Linked DNA regions of Xenopus laevis: region 1 is linked to region 2. The links are chromatin contacts, called in public Hi-C maps. All regions are on one chromosome and are shown on one strand. The core of a region is the stretch at or near the end of the contact, and the rest is flanking DNA. Distances in the headings are between cores, read along the strand shown. Region 1 holds the start of ube2l3.L (ubiquitin-conjugating enzyme E2 L3). Region 2 overlaps pi4ka.L (phosphatidylinositol 4-kinase alpha).

Evidence for each region. Hi-C and Micro-C count contacts between places; a contact is called where the count stands out from the background.
Region 1: a Hi-C map of the XL177 cell line shows a contact between it and region 2, with 2.2 times the contacts expected there. A contact is called at or near these places in 3 of 4 Hi-C or Micro-C datasets (the XL177 cell line, the XTC cell line and animal cap).

The regions. Positions count from the first base shown.
Region 1 is chr1L:166,895,763-166,898,462 of Xenopus_laevis_v10.1, reverse strand. It overlaps ube2l3.L (ubiquitin-conjugating enzyme E2 L3), which reads right to left and starts at 1,292. Exons shown (of 4, transcript XM_018262049.2): 1 at 1,139-1,292. The coding sequence starts at 1,165.
Region 2 is chr1L:166,794,323-166,797,022 of Xenopus_laevis_v10.1, reverse strand. pi4ka.L (phosphatidylinositol 4-kinase alpha) reads right to left here. Exons shown (of 57, transcript XR_005962038.1): 51 at 971-1,096; 52 at 761-881; 53 at 267-426. Among protein-coding and RNA genes, the nearest start is that of serpind1.L, 35 kb to the right of the region's middle.

The sequences.
Region 1 (2,700 bases), core at 43-2,542, 100 kb before region 2:
GGGCCATCATCACTAAGTGAAATAAATATTTGTTGTTATTAACGGAGCTTGATGTTCAATATCTATATACATATGGGTTGCCCACGAGCTGCTAGTATCCAACAACTGGTGACTGTGAAAGCCACTGCTTGCTCAACCTTGGTATACTGCACAGTGTTTGTGAATAAGTGTATAAGGAGGTCTGGGTACTACATCTACAACATGGCAAGAACATGAATGTTATAGGCACATTGGATGAACCATGTGTGGAGCCTGTAAAGTGTTGTGTAAAAGTTTTCTTGGATTCCAACTTCCTTATCTGAGAGAGAGGCTGTATGTTGAACACTTGCTATTCCCTACTATAAAGCTGCTCACACGGGGGTTTCCATTCCAGTTTACACAGGTTTCATTTGGGCAAGCAGCATGGGAGTTTCAAGTAGTATTTATGAAGTGCTAATAAAGAAACGCCTGTCAGAGCTGAATAAACTGATCAATTTGAGAAAGTGAAAGTAAACGATGCTAATAAAATAATTTCCCTTTTTAACCGATAAGCAGTACATCAAAATGGTGGTTGAAATAATACACGTTTCGACAACTTTCGAGTCATTTTCCCAGCCCAAGGCTTAAATCATCGCACGGGGCCCACCTCCTTAAACCACAAGCGTGCGCCCAATACAGACAAGAACTGTGGAAGCGCTGCCCGGCGCCCATATGACGCCCTATTTGAATCTGTATCTAAAGGTGATTAATGCGCGTCTGACCGATTATCAGGAATAATACGCCGCTGTTAGACGCTTCGGGGGCTCCGCTGCCACATCTCTGCTGTCAGACTTCCCCACTCAGCACAGGTCAGTGGATTAGATATAAGGGGACCGAACCAGGAACTGCTCGGGGATAGCTCAGCATTTTCTGAGTTAACTAAAGCTGATCACACCCACCCGTCCTTACACACCCTCTTCCTGTGACATGGGACCAAGGAGTGCCGGACCGGCGACGGCGCAGGGTGAGGCCGGGAACTTGTAGCCCAGCTTTAGCAGGTGTGCGCATCTTTCTATATGATGTCAGAACTTGGTACTGGCTTGGCCCGTGACAGGACTTCGATATAAGTTGCCTTAACACAATCAAACGAATGAAAGAGACACCCTATTTCCCCCATTACCTTCATCAGCCTCCTGCTGGCCGCCATCTTGGATCTGAGGAAAGCTCCCACAATGCATCACGGCTAAAGGGCCGGCACTTCCTGGTGCGCCTGGGACGGGTCACCGGGTAACCGCGGGAGGGAATGGGTCTATTGATAAAGGGCTTTGCCCGACACAGACAAGTCGTGAAATAAAACTTTTTACAATAAATCTGCAAGTGCCTGGCTCTATTTCGCTTATACTAATATATTTGCCTTTTATGGACAAAGACAGGGCAGAAGGCACGCAAAAGGCAACCAGTTATCTATATACAGTATTGATACTCCCAAGTCGTGGCCCATTCTTTCACCTTCAGTTATCTGTGAATTTGTGTAATACCTGAAACGAGTGAGGAAGGCTAGTGGGATATCTGATTGCGAGTTTACCGTAGCTGCAATAAAATATACCCTCGTTTTATTTTAGGGATGCACCAAATCCACTACTTTGGATTCAGCCGAACCCCCAAATCCTTTGCGAAATTAGGGGTGGGAAGGGGAAAACATTTTTACTTCCATATGCAAATTAGGATTCGGTTCGGTCGGGTAGAAGGATTCGGTGCATCCCTATTTTATTTTAACAGAAAGTGCTTTGTAGTCGTCACATTTGATTCAAAATCCCACATATTGTTCGAAAGCTAAACTCTACTCTTTATGAAAGTGTTTACAATGTTGGTGAAGTGTGCAAAATTTCAGGCGATGTGTGTAATAAATTGTTCAAGTTTTATAATTACCAGGCATTTATAATTGAATCACATAGTGAACAGAAGTGTGCAGGCCAGTTACAACATACAGAACAATATTTAGATAAAGAGACAGCTGACTAGGGATCTATTGAGTCTAATTTACAGGTCTTAAAGGGATGGTTCACCTTGAGGTTAACGTTTAGGGACAAATTCACTAAGCGCCGAAAATACGCTAGTGATGCCTTTGCCGCACTTCGCCAGGCGTAGTATCGCCAGGGCGCAGCTAATTCACTAAAATCCGAAGTTGCGCTCAGGGCAAGCGTAAGGTTGCGAAGTTGCGCTAGCGTTAATTCGTCAAGCAAAGCGAAGTTACGCTAGCGATGCCTAATTTGCATACGGCGCCAAGTTAAAGTAGAATGGACGTATATGTAGCAGCAAATACATTACACTACACAAGCCTGGGAAAGCTTTATAAAATAAAATAGAGTTGTTATTTTGCCCTATACATGTGCCCACTGTATAGTTTAGGTGCCATATGTTAGGAAATGTAGGGGGGAAGGAGGGTACTTCCAAAAAAATTTACGATCTTTTTTAGCCTATCACCCTTAAAAAAGTAAAAGACACCAGCATCTTTTTTTGAAGCAAGCCCTATCTACTCTATTGCACTTCGCCTCGTCTGAGGTGGCGAAGGCAAGTCTGGCGCAAGAGGTAACGTTTAGTAAAATGCGCAAGTTAGCGTAGTTAAGTCCCTTCACCATAGCGCAACTTCGCCTGGCATAAGGGTGCAAAGTAGCACTAGAATAGGTCCACTTCTCTAGCAAATTTACGCCAGCACCCGTTAGTAAATGGGCGAAGTAACGA
Region 2 (2,700 bases), core at 28-2,527:
TGTTTTATTGTTACAAAGAACATGGAAATAATTTCCAGGGTTGATCTCACAGTTAGAAGGAATCCTGTCACCAATCACTAAAACTATTATGAATGTGTGTCATTTTCCTAATTTCTTTCTGAATATTTCAGGTTGATTTCAAGTTCAGGTTGTTTTATTACCTGCATTGTTAGTTCATTCTGTTCTGTATTATCATAACCAACTACTAACAAGTAGGAGACTGTGATAAACTGGCTTAGACCCAGCGGCTCATGCTTCTATCATACCTTACAGCTAAGTAGCCACGCACGCACATCTCCATGAACCATTTGAAAGGTGTGGCTTCCATCTTGCCTCCCATAATCATTACCATCTCATCAGTCAGCTTTATATCTGGCTCCCATCCCAGGTTGCCCCCCGGGGAGCTCTCAAACATGAAGCCAAAATCTGTAGGAAGAAAATACACTATACTGTCAGAAGGGTGGCACAGAAGAGAAGGAAAACTTGGTACTGATAATGAGAGACTGGCAAGTAGGTTTGCCACCTTTTCTGGAAAAAAATACCGGCTTTCCTATTTATTTATCTTTTTTCCCTATTAATAACATTGGGAGCAACCATCATTTTTACCGACCAGGCCGGTAAAATACCAGCCAGGTGGCAACCCTACTGGCAAGAGATAGGGACATGTAATAAGAAAGAAAGATGCTAATTATAAGGGGAAAATCGGTTGGAATTGTTCTTATTAGTGCAGAACATGACATGTAGATAGTGTAGAACTAACCAATGTGTATAATATGCCCCTTTTTATCCAACATGATATTTCCATTATGTCGATCTTTAATCTGGAGCAGAAACAGCAGGAGGCTGTAGGCTGCCATACTTCGGATAAAGTTATATCGAGCCTGAGGAAAAAAAGTGAGGGTGTTAAATGCAATTTCTAAGAAATGCAAATTATGAACTCTGAGACTAAACAGGAGCTGAAACAATGTACCTTTTGGAATGCGAGAGCGGACTCGTCCCCATACTGCCGAGTGAAATAATCATACATGCCAAAATCTGTTTGACGACCAAGCTGGTCCCGCGAGGTGCAGTCTGGTATACATTCAATAACTCCACACTGTAATGAACATAGTAAGAATGCTTCCTAAATATTCTGCTTCTGTACAACCTGCCAAAACTACATACATGTACGATTTGTCTTCTTGAGCAACAGAACATTAATCAAAGATCCAACAAAATGTTCTTTCTTAGACAACACTGTGTGTGTGTGGGATCAATCAAAATACAGTCAGCAGTTGATTGGTGTGTTTAGAGGGTCACTGCCTGACCGGGAGTTGGACTTGGACCTGTATAGTTTGGTTATTCCTATGCAGCCAATCCCCATTTTCACAGCTTTTCCATTCAGAATACACAGATCATACAATATGTTTATGTGGGTTGTATACTGAAGACTAAAACTAGCCAAACTGGGCTGATTCTTCATTCTTTTCAGTATATTTTTTAAACCCCACTGTGTAATAACTGCCCCCTGGGTTGAGCTTCTTTCATGTACATAGCTGTAACTTCAGACCTTAGTTTTTTTTATGGGTAATGCTTTATTGTTTTGATATGGAATAAAAGAAACCAAAACAACACATTGTTAGAATAATGTGTTGGTGCTTCAGTTAAAATGTATACATGACAATTGGCTGCTTGTCAATGACAAACATAGTAGAAGTTACAGGGACAATACAGGGTGGATAAAACAGTGCAGAGCTAAATGGCGACTAAAGGCAAACCACTGAATCTTTACCAAAGTTGTGTGAAGGATCCTTGACCTCCCAGTCCACTGAAAACAAACCTAATGGACTGACCATAAAGTGGGAGTAAGACAAGCTAATTAAAGAGAACATATACCACCCCTTCATGAAATGAGCTCATTCAGCTGGGTTTATAAAGAAAAGGCACATAAACACTATCTGAACACATACAGATATAAGTTATTTTTTTAATATGCAAACATACTTGGTTCCACAGGAAACCATGATACTTGTACAAGCAATTTGCTTGTACCCTAAGGGTAGGGACACACTGGGCGATTTGGGGAGATTTAGTCGCCTGGCGACTAATCGCTGCGACTTTCCACGACCAATCTTCCCCGAATGCCTCCCCTCGCTCTGCGCCTGGCTAAAATGAAAAATCGCCTGCGCTAATCACACGCGGCGATTCGTTTTCCGAAGTCGCCCGAAGTTTCCTCGTGAGGCAACTTCGGGCGATTTCGGAAAACGAATCGCCGCGTGTGATTAGCGCAGGCGATTTTTCATTTTAGCCAGGCGCAGAGCGAGGGGAGGCATTCGGGGAGAAAAGTCGCGGCGATTAGTCGCCAGGCGACTAAATCTCCCCAAATCGCCCAGTGTGTCCCTACCCTTAGTGTTGAGGATACAGTAGGGGCCTATTTGTCACCTTCCTATTGTTTGGGAGTTAATGACATTTGGTTCTGGGCCCATTAGCTCTAGTTATGGCAGTGAATTGAAGAACAAACAGCATATAAAGTAATGAACTGTGGGCTGCAAACCATAGAGCTTACAGGTATGTTGATAGTGGAACAGAGAGGACAAGTACATGATTTTATTGTTCTGGTAAAAGCATGTTTGAAAGCAGTGGACAATGCTACATAAACGAATCTCAGCTTAAAATAAATGTGCCTTATTTATTTTAAGCTGTGACTTATTTATTTAGCAT